2 separate regions of the Danio rerio genome follow, and region 2 is linked to region 1. Evidence: chromatin contacts called from public Micro-C data. All regions are on one chromosome and are shown on one strand. The core of a region is the stretch at or near the end of the contact, and the rest is flanking DNA. Distances in the headings are between cores, read along the strand shown.

What was found. A called contact is a pair of places that touch in the nucleus more often than the background predicts.
Region 2: a Micro-C map of caudal fin shows a contact between it and region 1, with 4 times the contacts expected there. The contact joins the promoter of svbp here to the enhancer-like site in region 1. A contact is called at or near these places in 2 of 18 Hi-C or Micro-C datasets (caudal fin and an unstated tissue).

The regions. Positions count from the first base shown.
Region 1 is chr11:41,558,262-41,563,045 of GRCz12tu, forward strand. cdc42 (cell division cycle 42) reads left to right here. Exons shown (of 6, transcript NM_200632.2): 2 at 2,463-2,605; 3 at 2,757-2,829; 4 at 3,197-3,306. The coding sequence starts at 2,501. Among named protein-coding and RNA genes, the nearest start is that of cdc42, 15 kb to the left of the region's middle. Within about 2 kb of position 2,965, at least 13 of the 62 cell types and tissues checked have an H3K27ac peak or open chromatin away from gene starts, as enhancers often do. A contact at or near this core is called in caudal fin, where this site is marked.
Region 2 is chr11:41,932,544-41,936,648 of GRCz12tu, forward strand. svbp (small vasohibin binding protein) reads left to right here and starts at 2,735. Exons shown (of 3, transcript NM_001202432.2): 1 at 2,735-2,802; 2 at 4,102-4,105.

The sequences.
Region 1 (4,784 bases), core at 1,715-4,214:
GTCACTGTTTCTAAAGTGGGTGTTTTATACTTGCATGCAGACTAACAGTGCATTTTGTGTAACGTGGAGAACTGTTCAGTGAAAGCTAATGTGAGAAACTTCACTCTGAGATTCTTTATACAGACTGTTTTTGTATAACACTGGCAAATGTAGACGATATGATTACAGATCATAAGATTTTATTTCTTCATTGCAGCTAGGGTTTGTGAAATTTTTAACTGCACTTTGTTGATTTACAATCAATCATGACTCTGACTTCCCCAACTTGCAACTAGCATTTCATTAAAAGTCGCAGTTGGCAGTAAATCAGTCAATGCTAGTTGTGCTGTATATTTGTTTTGTGGTGGAGGAAACATTGATTTAGATCCTATGGTCAGTTCAGAACATACAGTAGAGAAGACTTTAGCTCTGCTGGACTCTGGAAGCCATACAAATAGCTTTCAAATATGACTTGTACTCTATAGCCTTTAATTCTTACCATGCATTCTCACGGGACTTCAGCGTCAATGCTTGATCGAGTGCATGGGGCTGACGCGATCTTCATAGCAATGTTAGCCAATTAAATTATTCCACAATTGACCACTGAGCAAGGGTGTTTGCATAAAGCAATCTGATTGCCTGATGCTTCTATTGACGTTTGAAAAATTAAAAAATCCCCAACTTCTGCAGCGAGCAATGCCACTGAAGTGGCGCCACAATTCAGTTCAGCTACACTTGACGTCACCCATTCAAAGTTAATGGGAAACGTTGACGCTGATTTTTAAGTGAGACTTTTTTGTGACATTTCAAGATCCCTTTCCTTAATGTCACCTTTCTGCCATTTGTGTAAGTAAAGATGTTTTTAAATTCAATAGAGATTAGATTTCTAGGTTGACAGTAGGGCTGGACGATATGGTCTATAAAACATCCCTGATTTTTTTTTTCCACAAAAAAAATAATAAATGTACTAAATTGAGTTGAAGGTTATTAACATGTATAACCTCATCATAATTATAATTAATTATAGAACATAAAAATGCTAAAGAAAAAAAATCTGTCTTCAAATTTAACAAAGTCTATTTATAATTGCATACAAGACATTTATAATAATAATAATAATCTAAATTGAACTATTTTATACAAATACAGTGAAGGTGAACTCATAATGAGTGCTTAAAAAGGGACCTTTTTCAAGATTATTTCATTAGTTTTTTTAATGAGCGTTTTAGTTGTATTTTGTGTTATATCAGTTCATATAAATTACTTATTAGGCTCGCGGGTTGCATTTCATTGCTTTTATTTGCGTGGGGTCATTGCATATGGTAGATTAGTAGTGCACTGAGCGAGTTTTGTCGGTGTTAATGTTTACAGTTAACGTCTTCGCGGCAGGGTCATGTAATTTTTCTGGAAACAGCAACGTTAGATTTCAACATTAGATTGGTAACAGTTCCTTTCTAGGCATGGGTCGATAACCAGTTTCAAGGTATACTACTGTTTGAAAAATTTAAGGTTTTAAAACTGCCAAAGTTTTCTGTTATACCGTTCCCAAGGTATATGTAAATAATTTTTCTCTTGTTTTTCGCAACTATTTCATTTAGTTTTTAGGGCAACAATATCTTCAGCAGAAAAAGAACTTCTACATCAAAAGTTACTGGTCTAAAATATAATTGCGTTCAATAGAGGGAAAGGTAGTTTTTTTTTTTTACAAAGGCATTTAAAAAGTACGTATTTTAGAGCAGTAATTACAATACCGTGAAACTGTGATTATTTTTCTTATCCAAGGTTATTATACCAGCCCATGCCTATTCTTCGCATATGCGCATCTTCTCCTTGAATTGTCATATCCATTTACTTCTTATCATGAGAAATACAATGTGTGGCGTGCAGTTTTAAATGCGTGTTTGATTGTGAATGTGTGAATGAGAGCCTGAATTATGTAGATTTTTTTGGCGGGTGTGTTTGTGCACCCATGTTATTTCAAAGAGCGCAGCATTTCTCCGAGTTCTTATTTGCTCGCTGACGCTGCCATGTTGTTTGAGTGTTTCTATGGCAAATCGGGGGGGAACAATGGGACCGTGTTAGGGAGCGTCGTGTATTAGGGTGAAAAACAATTTTCATTCGAATAAATCGATTTAAACTTCAACTTGAGTTAAATCAAAACCAGCCCAAGTTGACAGTTTCTTAATATATTTAGGAGAATTGTTTTATTTTAAAATCTGTATTAATTCATTGTTTTAAAACTAAATATGGACATTTAGTCCATCTATTTTTGAGCCACGTTATTATTGCTTTCCTCCGGTGTTTGTCCTGTACACTGTTGCTCCACACACACACACACACACATGACAGTAGTGGACATGGAGGTGTTGTGTAATGCCACGTGTTATAGTGGGTCTATTTACACCTTTTGAACTTGAGACCGAAGAGCCAGCTATGAACGAGTAATGTTTCTCCTGTGTGAACGCTCTTGTTTTTCTTTGCAGATCTTGAATGAGAGCAGTGGATTTATAAAAGCACAGCTATGCAGACGATCAAGTGCGTCGTTGTTGGTGATGGTGCAGTGGGTAAAACCTGTCTATTAATCTCCTATACAACTAATAAATTCCCCTCCGAATATGTACCAACGGTGAGTACAGCTTTCCGGTTCATTTCGCATTCTCTTACATAAAGTCATGCCATGACCTGTCTCGTTTTGGTCAAATTTCCTGCTTTATTCCAGTGGCTGTAATTCATTTGTTGTAGGAAAACAATGGTTACAGTATTCGCTTCTCTTCCAGGTCTTTGATAACTATGCAGTTACGGTTATGATTGGTGGTGAGCCGTACACCCTGGGGCTGTTTGATACTGCAGGTACTGTATAAATATCTCTTTTAATTAGCTTTCATCATTAAGCTTTAATCGAAATATGTTGGATAGAAGGGAATTTTCAGGCTTTTAAGTCTTTCTGTAAGTGAGGGTGGAGTTCATATGCTGATGGGAAAGAAAAACATTCACCATCGTCATTGTTGTAGAAATTAGACCTCAGGAGCTTTGGAGAATTCCACACATTCCTGTGGAGGGTGGTTGAGCTTGGAACTGCTTTTTTGGAGGATTTGTGGGACCCAGAGTCTTTAACTGTGCATGTGCCTTGGCTGAATGATGTCCATTGGTTGTTCTGGATAGAAAATGCATTCTTAGGTGCTTTAATTTCTGCTTTTATTTCCATCTTTCTCTCCAGGTCAGGAAGATTACGATAGATTACGACCCCTGAGTTACCCTCAGACAGATGTCTTCTTAGTCTGTTTCTCAGTTGTTTCACCTTCTTCATTTGAAAACGTCAAAGAAAAGGTGAGCTTGAATCCTTCACACCAGCCAGGATGATGCATTTTGGTCTCTGTGCTCTTTTTTTTTTTTTTCTTTTTTTTTTTTTGTGTATCATGTTTCTGGGTTTACATGCAAAATGATCCCCCTGCAAATTTGTCTCTTGAAGGGATAGTTCACTCAATACTGACAGTTATCATCGTTTTAAACTAGGCATGGAATATATGAAATTCTGAAAAAACATCAACTTTTTTTCCCATTGGACACATTATATTTTATTTAAAGAAATGTTTATAATATTTTGCAATAGTAAACATATCAGGCTAAATAATAAAAATAAATAATTGAATTCTGCTGGCTTTGTTAGTTTTAAAAATAACTACAAATGAATAAGTCATCTTTGGATATATTATTTTCTGTGTATATTAGGGATGTAACGGTATTGTAAATACCGTCATACCGCAATATTAATTTTTTTCGATATTACCGAAGTCGCATGACTCGGTAAAACTATAAGTCTTCTGAGAAAATTTGCTCAGGCGAATGAAGCGAACGGGACGTAGCTAAAACTACATTTCCCATCAGCCCAGGCGTGGCCATAATCCTTTGCGGTCTGTTGTCGCTACAGATCCAGTAATGCGGAAATGGAGTGTGCTGCTAGTAGCGGAGATGAAAAAAAGATGGAAATGATCGAACCTAAAGCGTGTGTTGTCACCGCGCACGTGCTGAATAGCGGTGCTGTCGCGCGCGTTCTGATCAGCTGTGTTGTGGCGCGCGTATTGTAAAGCGCCGAGGGGGGGTTGAGCGCGCATATTCAAGAGAGGTGTTGTCGCGCGCCTACTGAAGGGCTGGATTGGACGGAGGTTGTGTCGCGTCGCGGGGGCACTTTTGATCGTTTTGGAAGGGCATTTTTCTATCCAAGACTAAAAAGGGCATGCGCACTGCACAGGTTGAGCCCTATGTGTGCACGTGCCTGCAAGTTGGGGAATACGACTAATAACAGTCATGGGGACTGCAGAAACACAGCACACTGTTCAGATTGATGCAGACATTGACTTGTACCGCAAAGAGATCTCTATCTCACTCATGGTTTGTCTTCTCAAGTGGGGGAAAGACAATGCACAACGTTACCCACTGCTGTCAACCTGGGCCAAGTCATATCTCTCTTGTCCCAGAAACCTCAGTCCCAAATGAGAGGTTTTTTTTTCTGTTGCAGGGGACATTGTAAATACCCAGAGATACCAGCTTTTACCAGATTATAATTATATGATAATTTTCCTTTAAACCCATCTCTATCTAAGTGAGTGAGTGATTAAATGTTGAATGTGATGAGTTTTCAACAATACTAAATTGAAACTTAATTTTTTTACATGGTTTAATAATTTTTTGTTATTAAAATTGAAGTTAGTGTTTCAAAGCTTACAGATAGATGGCTAATTTGTATGTCATTGACACTTTTGGCACTTTTTTGGAGAATTTTCAAAAGTTTTTTTTTTTCCTGTAAA
Region 2 (4,105 bases), core at 1,485-3,984, 370 kb after region 1:
AACTATTTGTGTACAAAATAAATAGTACAGGAGAAATGTGTTTATCAATTTCATTGCAGTTGTGAAACAGCAACATGTCTGGTCCAGTTATGGGTTATTAATATGGCTGAGATTTGGCCCAGATATGGTCCATGTTTGGCCCTTGTCTGAAAGTCTGACTTGGTCATATACGGTAATTCACTGTGGCATGTGGGCCAGAGCTGGGCCAGAGAAATTTTGCCATCTGGACCAAATCTCAACCAAGTCAATAACCCATAACTGGGCCTGAACTGGGCCAGATATGTAAGACTGGAATGAGTTTGAATAACCCATTAAGCAGTCCGCTTTAGGAGCGGTATGGCCGTGTTTTTTTCTGGAAGCAGCCTAATTTTTTTTTCTTTACTCCAAAATATTTTAAACGTATTTTAAAAGTGGGTCAAATTAGGCCAAACTTACGTGGACCACATATATATTTTGAACATTCGGTCCAAATCCTACATTTGATATCTGGCCTAAATCTTATGTGCCTTAAAGACAGTGCCACCTCAGTCAAACTCAGGCCTTATTTGGCCCGCATGCTGTATGCCAGTGTCGGATGAATGCCTGCTGTGCCAGCTTTATAGCAAATCTGGGCCAGATTTCTTTGCTACCTGGGTTGTTTGATTCCTGTTTGAGTTTCTTTTTTTCTGCTGGACAAAACAATAAGATATTTAGAAAAATGTAATTGACTTCCAAAGTATTTTAAGTATTTTTCCCTACTATGGAAGTCAATGGCTGTCGGTTTTCTAACATTCTTCCAATTATCTTCTTTTGTGCTCAACAGAAAAAACAAAGAAAAAAAAAAAAAAATATATATATATATAGGTGGCGCAGTGGGTAGCATGTTCGCATCACAGCAAAAAGGTCACTGGGTCGCTGGTTCGATCCTCGGCTCAGTTGGCGTTTCTGTGTGGAGTTTGCATGTTCTCCCTGCGTTCGCGTGGGTTTCCTCCAGGTGCTCCGGTTTCCCCCACAGTCCAAAGACATGCGGTACAGGTGAATTGGGTAGGCTAAATTGTCTGTAGTGTATGAGTGTGTGTGTGAATGTTTCCCAGAGATGGGTTGTGGCTGGAAGGGCATCCGCTGTGTAAAAACTTGCTGGATTAGTTGGCGGTTCATTCCGCCAGGGACTAAGCCGACAAGAAAATGAATGATATATATATATATATATATATATATATATATATATATATATATATATATATATATATATATATATATATATATATATATATATATATATACTCACCCTCAAGTGGTTGCAGACCTATATATATATATATATATATATATATATATATATATATATATATATATATATATATATATATATATAGGTCTGCAACCACTTGAGGGTGAGTAAATGATTGCACATTTTTGTTTTTGGTGAACTATGCCTTTATTAGGAACACTGAAAGCTAGAGTGAAATGCTTTTATTATTTCTGAATGACTGAACGCATTTGGGGCTCGTTGATGTTTAAGTCTCTGGATACTTTATTAGGCTCAGTCGGTTCAACTGTTACTACATACATAAATAATGGGGTAAAAATCTGTTTATTTAGCAAATGCACATACATCGGCGTTGTTTTTTAAAGATAAGCAGGCACTAAATTAACACGAGTCAATCGGGGAAAAAAGAAAAACGTCTCAACAGAGTAGGCTTTCAACAGCGGTATAATGGCGGTCTCTAGTGGCGCAGTTTATTTTTGCAAGCAATTGATATTGTGGTATTTTACATAATCACTTGTGCATGATTTAACGTCTTTAATGCTTTGTTATTTATTTTCTACGCATTGCTTTATTATTTAATATAGACTAGGTAGTAAGGGATACTGATGCTGCACTATAAAAATGCAGAGTTCCACACAATCAATTTGTGTTGGTACAACATGATTGAATTAAGTTACCTTTTGACAAATTATGTGGATTGAACATAAAAATTAAGTTTTCCCAATGAAATCTCAAGAAATGTGTTGTTTCAACTAATTTTAAATAAGCAGTTTGAACGAGCAAAAAAATAAAAAAATATATTTATATATATATATTTTTTTTTTCAGTGTAGTTGTCACATTTTTAACTAAAACTATTTATATTTTATTGTTTTAAAGTTTACATGCATAATTCTAAAACACTGACTTGACGAGCTTGTTGAGACATTGTCTGTTAATTAATAAATGTGTTATAAAAGTATAACATTGTGTGTCTATATAGCGTGTAAATAGAATAAACAATATTGGCCATAGGATATGACTGTGAATGTGAGAGTGTATGGGTGTTTCCTAGGTTGCAGCTGGAAGGGCATCCGCTGTGTAAAACGAAGCTATGCTGCAAAAGTTATCGGTTCATTCTGCTGTGGCGACCCCTTGTGAATAAAGGAAGCCAAAGGAAAATGAATGAATGAATGAATGAATGAATGAATGAATGAATGAATGAATGAATGAATGATAGCGTGTAAATTCACAAAAGAAATGTATGAGCATAGGTACGGCGTCATATAAGCAAAGAGAACCACTCTAAGCTTTTTGATATAAGCATGCCGTTTATCGTTGTTGACTTTTGTTAGAGTTGTTATATACGTCCAGGGTAATAGATTTCAACAATAAAGTAAGGTGACGTTAATATTAAAAAAAAAACTTTTACTGAAATACAACCGGTCGTATTTGATTGTAACGTTATAGGAACCTTTTAGGATTTCCGCAATTCCTGACCGGGTTTATTTATAAGTGACACCACACTGCTACTCGTTTCATCTTCGTTGACTGTTTTTCGTCAAAAATAATAAGGTAGGACACCCCTTGGTTCTTTCATTTTCTTAGTTTTTTTGTATTTCTTATGTTTTTAACATACTGAGTTTGTAGTATGATAATAAAATGATCGAAAAAATATTTCAGGCTAACGTTAGGTTAATTTGCTAAACTAATGAACAGAAGTCTAAATGTGTTAGTGCATTTATTTCTGAATCCATACCAAGAAAACAATTACGAACCCCTGAATGTTAACTTGTTTAATAACATACTATTTATGTTTTCAGTCTGAGGTCTGTGGTTTCCAACAAATATGTCTGTGGAAGTGTTTAGAGAAAAGCTAAATAGATAATATTAGTGTAAATATGACCTAAAAAGAAGACGAACGAGTGAGTTTTAACTTAGAATTTTCTGTATTTTGACATTCGCATCTATACATTGGGAGTTTAAGAAATAAGTAAATCCCTTTCTTTGGCATCTGAATAGTAGCAATCCCCTTTTAACGTTACACTCACTGACACAAGTCTTAATATAATTAAGTTAATGATTTAATTAGGACGGTAAGGTCTGACTTTGCTTCGACAAAAGTCTCGTCACTTAACAGAAATAATGTTCAGTATAGAATATAAAGTCATGCTGCAGTGGAGAAAGAATGAATATTGTGTCTGACTCCATCATGAGCTCAGAGGACTGCATCCATACATCTCTGCACTGACTCAAATCACTTATTAATAAAGTCATCTGGAATGGCAAAGAAAGCGTTCTTGCAGGACTCCCAGAGTTCATCAAGACTCTTTGAATTCATCTTTAATGCCTCCTCCATCTTACATCAGACATGCTCAATAATGTTCATATCTGGTGACTGAACTGGCCAATCCTGGAGCACCTTGACCTTCTTTCAGGAGCTTTGATGTGGAGGCTGAAGTATGAGAAGGAGCGCTATCCTGCTTGAGAATTTGCCCTCTCCTGTGGTTTGTAATGTAATGGGCAGCGAAAATGTCTCGATACCTCAGGCTGTTGATGTTGCCATCCACTCCGCAGATCTCTCGCACGCCCCCATATTGAATGTAACCCCAAACCATGATTTTTCCTTTACCAAACTTGACTGATTTTTGTGAGAATCATGGGTCTATGTGGGTTCCAGTGGGTCTTCTGCAGTATTTGTGATGATTGGGATGCAGCTCAACAGACCTTTTCCCACTTTTCCAAGTGATCAACTTGAAGTCAAGTTATTATTTGTTGCTCTTACAACTGGGATAACCGACAAGACTTTTGTCAGGTAGTGTATGTATGTTGTAAGTTGCTGTTATTTAATTGACTTTTTTGTCTTTATTTCAGCTAA